2 separate regions of the Rattus norvegicus genome follow, and region 1 is linked to region 2. Evidence: chromatin contacts called from public Hi-C data. All regions are on one chromosome and are shown on one strand. Each heading gives the region's core, a stretch centred on a gene start, on an enhancer-like site or on the middle of the called end of the contact. The rest is flanking DNA. Distances are from core to core; before and after follow the strand shown. Region 1 holds the start of Foxp4 (forkhead box P4). Region 2 has its middle 49 kb from the start of Foxp4.

What was found. Hi-C and Micro-C count contacts between places; a contact is called where the count stands out from the background.
Region 1: a contact with region 2 is called in a Hi-C map of mammary epithelial cells, with 2.5 times the contacts expected there. The contact joins the promoter of Foxp4 here to the enhancer-like site in region 2. A contact is called at or near these places in 4 of 12 Hi-C or Micro-C datasets (frontal cortex, kidney and mammary epithelial cells) and 1 of 1 datasets of contacts at active chromatin or transcription factors (oligodendrocytes).

What each region holds. Positions count from the first base shown.
Region 1 is chr9:20,551,265-20,558,247 of GRCr8, reverse strand. It overlaps Foxp4 (forkhead box P4), which reads right to left and starts at 1,978. Exons shown (of 17, transcript NM_001389210.1): 1 at 1,542-1,978.
Region 2 is chr9:20,503,899-20,510,623 of GRCr8, reverse strand. No RefSeq gene overlaps it. Among named protein-coding and RNA genes, the nearest start is that of Foxp4, 49 kb to the left of the region's middle. Within about 2 kb of position 4,898, at least 18 of the 93 cell types and tissues checked have an H3K27ac peak or open chromatin away from gene starts, as enhancers often do.

The sequences.
Region 1 (6,983 bases), core at 729-3,228, 51 kb before region 2:
GGATTGCTCCGGAACCGCCAAACGGATGGCTCCGGACTCAGGTTTGTTCCTCCCGGCCCCCAAATCTACCCAGGTCGAATCAGAGCGCCGCGGTCCTCCGGGTAAGGAGACCGGTGCAAGGGGGCACGCCACAAGCGCTGATCTCCAGATAGCTGAGATCTCAGGTGCGAAACAAGGGAACGTGGAAACCCACGGGGCAGTGTTGGCGCAAGAGGCTCAGGGTGCAAAAAATAGGGTCACTGTCTGAGAGAAAGGATCCCCGCTAATATCCCGCCCTCCCAACCTAGAGTCGCCGGATGCAATATCAGAGCGTTCACGAGGTCGCTTCAGTATTGGGGAGTGTGTGTGTGTGTGTGTGTGTGGGGGGGGTAATCCGTGATGGTTAGAGCCTCGAATCCGCGTCCCACGAAATCACACGTTCCTTCACACAGGTGGCCTCGGCCCCAGGTTTCTTAGGACACCTCACCACCGGGCGCCACCGGGTTCTGCTCCGGTGAAGCCCAAGAAGTAGAAGTTTTACGGAGAAGCAAAGTGCAAGGTTTGAGCGCCGCGGAGGATGGCCGCGGGCCAGAGGGGTGCTGGAGAGACAGACGTCTAGCGAGGCACTAGAGTCCTCGGTCTGGGGGAATGGAGTCCAGATTGGTCACTCCGGCAGCCTCATCTCTGTTGGCCTTGGGCCCACTCTCTGTTACCTTATTCCCTTATTCCCGCAGGAGCTGTGTCCGAATGAGGAGGGTATCCACTAGATCAGTCCCCCACAGACCAGCTCCGGCGCACAAAAAAAAAAAAAAAAAAAAAAAAAATCACAGGGGCCATTACCAGTCTCTCACAAGTCCCCCAAGAAGTTTTCCGCTTTATCTCAGATCTGATTAAGGGATGCGAGGAAAGGGGGTTGACTAGTCTCGGCACTTCCGAAGTGTGACCTCCGCAAACCAAGGCGACGAGGTGTTTGAGATTGTTTCCCACCCCCCCAACACACACACTCGTCTTTCTGTTTGTCCTGGGGAGTCCCGGGCAGACTGGACTTGGGGGGGATCCCAGTTCACCACTTCCCTTCCCGGCTCAGGAAAGTCCGGGCCGGGAAGTATTCTTTGTCTCACTCCGGGAGGGGGGGTCGCGCCCCCTAACACCCCATTCCCAGCAGCGAGGCCAGGAGGGGGCGGAGCCCAGATTCTTGGGGCAGGGCGGGCCTCAGTGGCCTCTCCAAGCTGTCCCCCACTCCCGGCCGGCTTCCCGCTGCCCCCCAGCCCGGCTCCGCAGCCCCCACCTGTTCCCCAGACAGCTCCGATCCGCTAGGGGCCCGGGCCGGGGGCAGGGTCTCGCAACTCACCAGGGTCAGTGCGCCGCGGCCGGCCCAGCTGGAACAAAGTGCTCCGGCCCCGGGCCCGGCTCCTCCCGGCGCCCGACGCGCCTCGGGCGGGCAGTTTGCAAACACAAAGTGAGCCAGGGAACAGGCGAGAGAGTGAGCGAGCTGGGGAGTTGGACGAGTCGCTGGCCCAGCCCCCATCCGGGTCCCTGGGGTCCCTGAATCGGCCACCTACCTGTCCGGCCCGGCCGCTCAGTGCGGGCTCCGGCCCGTCAGCCAGCACGGGGCATGGGGCTCGCTCGGGTCGCAGCCCGGGCCCGCCGCCACTCGCCGGGGCTGCCCCTGCGCGCCGCGCCGCTCCGAAGCGATCTTTCTAGCGCCGATCGCCGCGCGCCTCAGCCCCTTGGGGGCATCGCACTTTGTAGGATGGCTTAGCTCTCTCCGGCTTCCGATCGCCCTTCCCCGGGCTCCGGCGACGCTCCTGAGCTCGCTCCGGCTCCGGGGCTCCGGGACCCCGGCGTCCCCGCCCCCGGCCCAGCCCTGGTTCCGGCCCGGGCTCCTCCCCGCCGCGCCGCGGCCGCCTGCGCCGCGCCCTGATCGCGTGCTGGGGGGCTCCGTCCCGGCAGCCGGTGGCACTGTCCGGTCCGCAGGGGCGACCGGCTCCGGACTCCGAGGGGCTGCGACTGAGCCCCGGCTGCGAGTGGCTGCGAGCGATCGGCGCGCGGGCGGGGCGCACCGGGCGGGGGACCGGAGGGGTGGAGGGAAGGAGGGAGCGCGCCGAGCGACGGGGAGGAGGGAGCGAACCAGCGAGCGGCGGAGGGAGGGGAGACTAACTTCTAGTGCTACCATAATTCGCCTAAAGCAGGTGCAGCCACTTTTCCCCCCCCTGCGAGACGGCCAGCGGCAAGCCGAAGAGGACCACGTGGACCAAACTTTGGGGAAGGAAAAAATGGGGACGTGGGGCTACAGATCTGCCAGAGTCGATAGGCCGTAGAGGTTCTCGGTGGACTGGGGACCCATCCGATGGGACGCTTTATTAACTCTGGCCTTTTCCAAGAGCCTGGAGGTACGGCCAAGTCCTGCTGGCACACGGTTCACTGGTTTCGGGCGGGCTGCGCCTGGCGCGGGGAGTGGTCAGGGGGCCCCCCGAGTCCGAAGCCGACGTCCAGCGCGGGCCCTGCCGCGCCTCCCTCTGACTCCCCACTGTGTGGGGGCTGGGGCTGGGGAGGCTCTTTCTGGGCTTTGTGAACAGTCTTTCTCCCAACCCGGCGCGCACGCGCTGCCGCCTCGGTCTGCAAAGGGGAATTTCCTATAAAGTGCTGTGAGAACCAATGGAGAAGGGGCTTCAGGCTGGATCCACGCGGGCCAAGCACAGAGCAAAATCGAGGCAATTATCTGAACAAATTAGATTGTAAACAAAACTCGCGTCCCTGAATACCACTTGTGCCCAAGGGGACTGGGAGGATGGGAGGTTGGGGTTGGGGACGCTGGTGTGTGTTTGGGTTGGGAGGGGGAAGTCCGGGCACGGAAAGGCCCACGTTCCGAGGGGGAGGGCTAAGTTGGGTAACAGGAGCCAGGCTCAGACTGGTGAAGAGCTGAAAAAAAAAATCCTCCCACTCTCTACCCCAAACATCTTCCCTTTGTGGGTGCGTGAAGGTGAAGGGCGCCTCAGGGACCCTCCGTGTTTGGCCCACTCGCCCCAGCGAAGCCAGGTACCCAGACCCCTGCTATGGGTTGAGCACAGGAAGGCAGTAACCCTTGGTTTCGGGCTACCTTGAGACAGGTGACCAAGGGCAGGCAGACCCCATGGAGGATGAACTGGTTAAGTGGGGAAAACATATTTTGGAGAAAACTTACAAAACAGACAAACAAACAAACACCATGGGCCTTTGAGATTACAGTTAGCTTAAGCGGTTTCCGCTCACCTATTTTGCCCCTTTGGGCGAGGCAGCCAGGAGTTGAAGGGTGGTAGTAGCAACCCAGGTCTGAAGCATCTGTTTGCCCAAGTGGACAGACACAGCAGATACACAGAGAACCCGCTAAAGTTTTGCAAGGTGTTAGGTTGAAGAGGGCTGCTATGCCATTGTTTAGATATTTGTGCTGTTAGAGAGGAAACCGGGCCTCATAAATGCTAAACGCATGCTCTCCCACTTAGCCACACCCACAGCCCAGCTCATTTATATTTGGACTTCACAGGGACCTTTCTAGTAGAAATGAGACTCAAATGACAGTAGGTGTAGTGGCCAGCTCTTGGGTGGTAAGGGCAGAAGGTTCAGCAGTTCAAGGTCCTCACCTACAGATGGGGTTCCAGGCCAGCTGGGGCTACAAGAGACCCTGTTTCAAAAATCCGGAAAAAGTGCTGGCCAGATTGCTCAGTGGGTAGAGACACCTCCGATGACTTCCCCAAGTTGGACCCTGGGACCCACATCTTGAAAGTGTTCTTCTGACTTCACACATATAAAATAAATTATTTTTATTTTTAAAATGTCTTTTTTAATCCAAAAACAAACAGTAAAAGTCAAGGATTTGATGATAACTAATGAATGAATGTCGCCTCGAATGAGGGTGAGGTATGCTGACTTTGAATCTTTTTGATTGTCCCATGGGGAAGATACTTCAGTAGCTCTGGTTTAGAGAGGAGGGCACTCACCATGTATAAGTTTACACAGGGAACTAGGGATACAGCAGTTTGTCTTGGACAGGGCGTCACGCTGGAGCTCTTTAACCTGAGGGTCTTTGTATTACCTTTTGAGGAGAAGTAGCTGGGTGGGCATCATGGTGTCCAGACGACTGCTGGTCTGGTGACCCTGCTCCACCTTTCCCTTCCTATCCTGTCTACAATAGAGGCTAAGGGTGAAATAGCAATGGGAAACTGAATAGGAAAGACAAGGTATTTCTGTGGAGGAGGTGTGGGCTGTTACAGAACTCTGCCCCCTTGCCTTGTGACAACAGCCCCTTCCTCACTCCCCCAGGGCATGCTGGGAAAATGACTTTTGTTTTTCTTTCGTTTCAGTTTACCCCTCTAACTTGGGCCCAGTCAGTCCCCTGTGGGACTGTGGGACTTGTGAGTCACAGTGGGAAGCCCAAGGGAGTCAGAAGACCCCATCTTGTCCTAATTGAGGCAATTCAGGGGAGAAAACAGACCTCTTGAAAGAAGGCAACAGAACAGACAATGTCTTAGTCACAGGAGCCAGTTCAGAGTCCTTTCTATCAGTGTCAGAGTTTGAAGGGTTCCTACAGGAGCTCTAAGTTCCCCGAGGGAATCACTGTGCCTCCTCCTATCCCAGCATGCAAGGCAAGTGCAGAAAAAGCCCAAGTGGTACCTGCAGGCCTGACTGGAAGACAGAGGCAAAGTTAGGACCATGAGGGCTGGAGTCAGGCAGTCTTAGGTTGAGTGGTATCCTGGTTATCTACAGATGTTTGACCTGGGCAGATTATAGGTCTCAGCCTCCTTCACTTCAGTCACAAAATCGTAAGGATGCCTTCTTTAGGGGGGATAGCATGAAGAAAGTTTGTACAAAACTTAGTGACCTGTGGCCAAAGCGTTTTCCTTAAACCCTTAACTTTTCTTTTGTGAGACCTGGTTTTCCTTTCCTTTTTTCCTCCCTTTCATTGTTTGTTCGTTTGTTTTTTGAGGCAGAGTTTCTCTGTATACTAGCTCTGGTTGTCCTGGATTTGATTTGTAGACTAGGTTAATCTCAAACTCACAGAGATCTGCTTGTCTCTGCCTCCTGAGTGCTGGGATTAAAGGCATGAGCCAACACACCTGCCTGGTGCCAGCCTCAGTTTTCTTAAGGTGACCTCAGAAGGACCAAATCATGAGAGCTGCCTGCCAGTTCGGAAATCCTGGAGTCTGCTAGGCCATCTGCAGCAGAAGGAATCTTCTCCCCATTCTTCAAGCAAAGATGGCTCCTAGAGGTTGAATAATTTGTTTCGGATTAGCGAAAGAGGTTGCCCAACAAGTGCTTGCTATCAAGTCTCCTTTGAGCGGGGAAACAGACTTTCCAGGGCATGAGTTGGCCAATCGAGCTGGCCAGCAGGAGGCCTGAAATCACTTTAGAGGCCATGATGGTGAGTATGAATTTAGAAACAGTGTATCTAATCCCACACTGCAAACACACCCAGATATTTTGTTTCAACTCATCTGGCTGCTAGGGAACTTATCTTTCTTTTTCTCCTCAAAAGTTTTCAATAATTTTATCTTTTTAGATTTATTTTTGTGTGTATAGGAGTGCTTCGCCTGCATCTGTATCTGTGCACCACATAAGTGCAGTGCTCAAGGGAGACAGAAGAGGGCGTCAGATCCATCCCCCTAAAAGTGGAGTTACAGATGGTTGGGAGCCTCCTTTTGTGTGCTGGGAACTGATCCCAGGTCCTCTGCAAGAGATGTTCCTAAAGCCTGAACCATTTCTCAAGTCTCTACTTGTTTCTGAAAGATTTTTAAAAAATATATACATGTGTGTGTGTGTGTGTGTGTGTGTGTGTGTGTGTGTGTGACACACAAGTGCCATTGGGTGCCTGAGAAAGACAGAAGAGGGTGTCAAATGCCCTGAAGCTGGAGTTACAGGTAGTTGTGACTCACCTGGTGTGGTCACTTAGAACCTAACTCTGATTCTCTGAAAGAGCATCATCTGCTCACGACTGTCACCTCTCTGGTTCCTCCTTTTCCCCAGCACACGGGAGGCTGAGGCAGAAGCATGCATCCAGTGTCCTGACAGCAAATTCAAAGCTAGCCTGCTATACACATGAATCTCTAAGACACGTTGGTCTCTGGATACCGTTCCACCGTATATGTGTCTGTTTCTTTCCCGCCTCCCTGTCACTGACAGACAGTTAGACTCTGGAGGTTTGCCCAGCATGGTCTCACTTCAGCTCCTTTCTTTTTGTGACCCCCATTTCCCTTGTGCAGAGTTGTTCCTCCTGTCTTTCCTCACCCCCGGGTCCCTCCTTCTCTGGAATTTTCTCCCCTCCCCATCTACCATTTGCTGTCTTTCAGAAAGATCTGTGCTGCTTGAGGTGGGGGAGGGATGCGAGGGCAGCTTTTTTTCTTCCCACAAAGGCCTCTGTTCCCCAAGATAAATGACAATTTAAACAAAGAAATATTTCATTAAGGGTTGATATCTTAATGAGCTGTGCCAGGATCCTTCCAGGCACTCTGTAGACTCCCCCTTACACTAAGAGGGGGCTCCAGCCCCTGCAGAAAGCTTATCAGTTTACCATATTGGCCCGAATAGAAGACCAGGCTGAGGGGCTAGGTCCCTGGCACGGTGGTGGAATTGAGGCCACGGATCTATGTGCCAGAGCCCTGGAAGAGGCTTGTAGCAGCCCTGAAAGTTACTTTAAAGAACACAGACACTTAGATTTGTGTCTGCGGTGGCGGTGGACACGGGGACTTTGGGCTGATTGGTGGGAAATCTCTCATTAAAGATCAGGAAATGAACACTAGCACAGCAAGCCGTGAGCATTTCCATTAATTAGAGAACAGCATCAATGGGTCACATGAGAGCTCCAGCACAGAGAGGTTTCTGTGTGGGGAAAGTGAGTGGGGCAGAGCAGGACCCAGGAGAGCAGCCCTGGTACCTAAGCTTTTCCTCTCTCTCAGTCCCGAGTGAGGCTGGTGAAGTTGAGAGGCAATCTCAGTATGCGTCTTTAGTTCCAACACTCAGGTGGCAGGGGC
Region 2 (6,725 bases), core at 3,649-6,148:
ATAAACAAACAAACAAGCAAAAAAATGGTCTCTTGTAATTCAGGATGGCCTTGAAGTTGCTTTGTAGCCCAGGCTGGCCCTGAGCCCCTGATCCTCTTCATTATCTCAAGTGGGTAAGGTTGCAGGTTCCTCCGCTATTCCTGGCCTGAGGTATAGGATTCTCACCTGAAGGTCTTACAGTTCAGAGCAATTCCATGAATAAGCTTTTCGAATCCAGGGGCTTGAGGACTGAATTCATAGGGTTAGAATATTTGCCTGAAGCATGAAGCCCAGAGTTCAAACCCCAGCACACACACAGCTCTACGTATCTGTAACCCCAGATGCTGTGGGGGAGACAGGTGATCACAGATGCTGTGGGAGGGACAGACACATCACTGGAGCTTGTTGCCTGCCAGTCTAGCTCCAGGCTTAGTGAGAGAAGAGACGGACAGAACAGGATACACATCTCCCTCCTCTGGCCACACACACACACACACACACACACACACACACACACACACACACTAAAAGCTTCTAAATTCCTTGGAAAGACATGTTGAATGGAATAGGTATATGTGCACGCACACAAACTGTTCCCAGAACTTCTAGCAAAACCCAAAGGACTCTGTGACCTAAGAAATGTAGATCTGCTGGGCGTGGTGGCACATGCCTTTGATCTCAGTTCTCAGGAGGCAGAGGGGCAGAGGGGCAGAGGGGCAGAGGGGCAGAGGGGCAGAGGGGCAGAGGGGCAGAGGGGCAGAGGGGCAGAGGGGCAGAGGGGCAGAGGGGCAGAGGGGCAGAGGGGCAGAGGGGCAGAGGGGCAGAGGGGCAGAGGGGCAGAGGGGCAGAGGGGCAGAGGGGCAGAGGGGCAGAGGCAGAGGCAGGCAGATCTCTGTGAGTTTGAGCCTAGCCTTGTTTATATAGTGAGTTCCAGGCCAGCCAGGACTACATAGTAAGTCTCCCTCTCTGTCCCTCTGTCTCTTTGTTTCCCTGTTTCTCTGTCTGTCTGTTAGTCTCTCTTTCTCTCTCTGTCTGTCTCTATCTGTCCTCTCTCTCTCTCTCTCTCTCTCTCTCTCTCTCTCTCTCTCTCCCTCCCTCCCTCCCTCCCTCCCTCCAAAAGAAAGAGATTTTTGAAATACAGAAGGGAGGGCAGGCCTCAGCTACATGTGTCTGTGTGGATGTTAGTTTGCCTTGCTACACAACCAGAAAAGCAGGCTGGCTCACCAGGAGACTCCCCCACAGCACACGGTCGAGTCTCCTTGTTCCCAAAGGCAAGATGTAGCCACATTTCCTGGGAAAGAGGGTGGACGTTTAGACGTTGAGGTCTACATCCATGAAGAGCAAACACAGACAAGAAGGAAAGAAGGATGGGGTTGGAGAGATAGCTCATTAGTTAAGAGCACTGACTGTTCTTCCTAGAGGTCCTGAGTTCAAATCCCAGCAACCACATGGTGGCTCACAACCATCTGTAATGGGATCTGATGCCCTCTTCTGGTGTGTCTGAAGACAGCTACAGTGTACTCACATACATAAAATAAATAAATCTTCAGAAGGAAAGAAGGAGCCGGGCCAAGCCTGACACGAAAGAAGCAGAACCTTAATACCAGAGTTACGAGGGTAGCAGGTCTCAGTACCCACCATTCCAGAGCTTGGGGTGCTGAGGCAGGATGATGAGGAGCTCAAGGCCAGCCTGGGCTACATAGAGAAACATCATCTTAAACAGTAAAGCAAAGTTGAGCTTGTGTGTACTAAAGCAGCTTGGTTTTAAGGGGTGGAATGAAAATAAAAGTCATGAACTACAGCGCTGCAGGTGTAGCTCAGTTGGGAGAGCATCTTCCTAGTGTTCAGGAAGCCACGGTGCTGAATAAACCCAACATGGCGGTGTGCACCTGTAACCCCAGCACTTGGGAAGCAGAGGCAGGAAGATCAGAAGTTCAAGGCTATGTTCACTACATTTTAAAGTTTGAAGACAGCCTACATTGTATAAGACTTAGGCTTTTTTTAAAAAAAGATTTATTTGTTATATATGAGCACACTGTCACTGTCTTCATACACACCAGAAGAGGGCATCGGATCCCATTACAGATGGTTGTGAGCCACCATGTGGTTGCTGGGATTTGAACTCAGGACCTCGGGAAGAGCAGTCAGTGCTCTTAACCGATGAGTCATCTCTCCAGCTTTTTAAAGACTTAATCTTTAAAAAAAAATCATGTTGTGATATGGTAAAGATGAAAGAGATGACTGAGTGAAAACAGGCACACGTATATCAAATATATGAGATATCTCTATTTCTACCTCTGTCTATCTATCTATCTATCTATCTATCTATCTATCTATCTATCTACCATCTATGTCTGTCTATCTATACCTGTCTGTCTGTCTATCTATCTATCTATCTATCTATCTATCTATCTATCTACCATCTATGTCTATCTATACCTATCTATCTATCTATCTATCTATCTATCATCTATCTATGTCTGTCTATATATACCTGTCTATCTATCTATCTATCTATCTATCTATCTATCTATCTATCTATCTATCTATCATCTATCTATCTATCTATCTATCTATCTATCTATCTATCATTTATCTATCTATCTATCTATCTATCTATCTATCTATCTATCTATCTATGCAGCTGGCTGGACCCTCATAATGTCCCAGCGAGGACTCCCATGTTCACTGAATTCAGCTTCAACTACAAGACCAGGGATCATTTTTATGTGTGTGTGGCATGCATAAGTCCGTGCACCGGTCTGTGTATATATGGAAGCCAGAGGGCGAAGCCCATGTCTTTCTCTATTGCTCTCCACTCTTTCTTTCTTAATAGTTAGTCAACTTATGTGTATGGTGTTCAGCCTGCATCTGTGTCTGCACCACATCCATGCTGGATGCCAGTGGAGGTCAGAAGAGGGTGTCAGATCCCCTGGACCTGGAGTTACAGATGGTTGTGAGCTACCATGTGGGTGCTGGGAACTGAGCCAGAGTCCTCTGCAAGAGCAGCCCCCACCTTAACCTTAACATTTTCATCTTTGATACTGAACTAGCCACTCACTGTTTTGATACCATGGACTAACAAGCAAGTCCCTGGGACCTGCTTGTCTCTAGCCTGCCCTGGAGTTCTAGGTGTGTGTGTGTGCGCGCGCACACACACACACACACACACACACACACACACACACACACCATGCCCAGCTGTTGTGTGGGGATTTAAACTCAAATCTTCATACTTGTGCAGCAAGGACTTTACCCTCTGAGCCATCCCTCTAGTCCACAATTCAGGACACGAAGAACACCCCAGTTGTCTAAAATCAGGTAACTGGCATTCAAGGACTTTGCAATTTCCTCCCAGCAGCAGATGGGTATTTACCAGGTCTCAGCTGGAGTAACTGTTACTGGCATTTCTGTAGAGCTTTGCTTCTTCTTAAAAACAAACTTATATTTATTTCTATTATTATTATTATTATTATTATTATTATTAGTGTGTGTGTGTACATACATAGCAGTTATGTAGAGGTCAGAGAATAACTTTGTGAAGTGGGTGCTTTCTTTCCACATTAACTCTGATTCCTGGAATTGAACTCAGGTTATCAGGTTTGCCTGGCAAAGGTCTTCACCCCCTAACTCATCTCATCTGACCATTTTTTCATATATATATATATTCATATATATGTGAAACATCTATATGAAATATCTATCATTCATGTATGTATGTATGTATGTATGTATGTATGTATCTATCTATCTATCTATCTATCTATCTATCTATCTATCTATCTATCTATCTATCTCCAAATGTCCACACTCCCCAGCTGGCAGGATCTCCCTGGAGGCCAGCACCTAGGAGGACGTACTGAGGATGTAAAAACATAAAGAGTGGAGAGCAATAGGGAAGACACCGGCTTCCCCCTCTGGCCTCCATATATACCCATACCTGTGCACGGACGTATGTGTGCCACACACACATAAAAGTGACCCCTGGTTTTGTAGTTGAAGCTGAATTCAGTGAACACGGGAGTCCTCACTGGGACATTATGAGGGTCCAGCCAGCTGGTGCAAACAGAAACGCTGATCTCAGAACACCTACGAAGCAAGAAGTTTCTGTTTCTTTGTTTCTGTTTTTTTTTAACACTTTGTAGATTTGTTTTTGAAACAAAGTCTCAGTGTTAGACTGGCCTAAAATGTACTAAAGAAGGGTGACCTTGAACCCCTGATCCCTCCACTTCGCAAGGCAAGCGCAGGATTGAACCCAAAGAGCTTTCAGTAGGCTAGGCAAGCTCTCTACCGACTGTGCTATACTCCCGGGGCTCCAACAGTTTCTAAAGTTTAGTTTGTTGACTTCCGGTCTGTCTGTGCATCTTTTATCTTTACTAAAAATGTCAACCACGCTGGATAAGCATATGCGGGTCATGCTTACAGCTGTGCCCCAAGGCCTGACGCAATGTGTGTCCGATATTTATTCCACGAGTCAGTGAAAACTCAAAAGCCTGTCTGCAAGGGTTGGAAAGCTCGCTGACATCGTGAGAACCGCTCCTCAGTTTGGATTGTCCCCAAGGAGGACCCGGAGCTGTGCCAAGAGTCCTGTTGGGGGTCGAGAGAGTTAGCCTCTAGTTCTTTTTGCTGTCCAACTGTCTTGCTGTGTGCTTCCCCAGATCGTGGGAGATGAGTGAGCACAGGGCTTTCCCCGAAGATGCTGGTTTCCCGGGAGTTCCTGCCAGCTGGGGAGTGTAGGGATTTGGGGATAATTCAGCCACTTAATTAATGAAGAGGAAGGGGAAGAGAAAGGCAGGGGAGGGACGCAATCCCGGAAGAAAAAGTCACCCTGGCTGGCCAGCTGCCCCAGCCACTCCCTTCTCTGTATGCCCCGCCAGTTCCCGCCGCCGCCACTGACTTTCTGACTTCTTAACTTGTCAGCAAATCCCAGAGTTAAAAATGCACACGCACCCCGGCCAGCCGCCAGCAGGCCCGTCTGGCCGCGGCTCCAGATGTGGGGCCACCGCGCGGGCTGCCCGCCCCGCCGCGCAGACTAAACAATCGGCCTTGGCCGTGAGCGCAGCGCAATTCCAGATGCCGCGTCGCCCGCGCCGAGCGCTAATTGGGCCGCGGGCGCGAGGCTCTGTCAGCGCCAGCATGGCCCTGCCCGGGGCGGCCTTGGCACGACGCCGGCCCGCTGGGCTACCTAGGGCGGGGGCGGAGTGGGGAGACTGATCAAAATCGGGGGGGGGGTGTAGAGGGACAGAGACTTGGGTAGCAGACAGACACACACACACAGATACACACAGGCAGACAGACACACAGACACACAGGTAGACACACAGGCAGACAGACAGACATATAGTTAGGCAGACAAACACAGACACACACACACACCACACGCTGACCTCACAGTTTCGAAGATCAAGAACAGATTCAGGAAGGGTCAGAGACAGCCTCGGAAAGGTTTAGCTACTGAGACAGGGAGAACCTCCCTGCCTGGATGCAGAGACAAGGGAGGCAAATATAACAAGCAGAATGACCCACGATCCAAAGGGACACCAAGAGTGCAGATGGACAGCAATGTGGCGGGTGGCCAGCGGCGGACCTTAATAGGTGTCCATCCTTTTGTTCCATGGTCCCCTTTTCCCACATTTTTACTCTTTCTAATTTTCCCGGGCCCTGGGACTGTGTGCCAGCACGGTGACTTAGGCCTATTCTGGCTGGATGAAGGCAAGGCCCTGGTCCCCACCCGAAACTGAAATGTGGACATTTCACCCCCAAACACGAGCTGGGAAACACCTTAGACACTGTGCTGATGAGACTGCTCTGAGGCAGAGGGATGTCCCAAATGACTCCTAGCTCACTTCCACCAGGCAGCCACACAGTCGGGGCCCCTCCTTTCCTATGAGCTGGGAAGCGGGTATCCCACCAGGTCCTAAATTAGGGGATGACCTGCTGGTAGTGGCCCGGGGCAGGGAAGCCCACTGGGGACCACCCGTGGGAGCCGGGAACTGGCCGTCCCGCCCCCGCTGGCGGCCCTGGCAGCCCAGGGGGCGAGCGCCGAGGGCAGTGCGGCGGCTGGGGCGGCTCTCGGAGGCCCCTCTCTGACAATCTTTCCTTTGTTTGTTTTCTTAAATCTGGGAGGCCCGAATTCCTGCCGGATTCCGTAGGTTTCACTCAGGAAGGAGGCGCCCCCATCCCCCTCACGCCGGGCAGGGGCTGCGCCGGGGGAATGGCAGGTTCTTCCCGGAGGAAGGAGGCTCCCAGCCCCGCGGCCCGGGCAGACGGAATCCCGGGCGCCCTGCCCGCGCGTGCCACCACGCAGCCCCAACCGAGGGCCCGGAACATCGGGGCGGGGGGGAAGCAAGCCAAGATCGCTTAAACACACACACACACACACACACACACACACACACACACACACACACAGGAACGGTACTCCATCCCAGACTCATCCCACACCCTTCCACCCCCCCCCCCCCCGTCCCTCTCATATTTTGGTCTCCAAACTTGAGCCTCATTAATTTCCAAAAAAAATTTCCCCCAATAAAAGGCAAACATGGAAAGAAAAACAAACTATTAGAAAACAGAGGAGGGCGGAAATGTTATTTAAAAGGTTACCAGACCACATCATTTTCCAGTGATATTATATACTCCCAACAGTATCCAAAATATATATGGGATCTGGGCCAAGAATGAAAAAAAAAAAAAAACCATAAAAACCCCTCACTTAGACACAACATCTGGACCGGAGAGCGAACAAA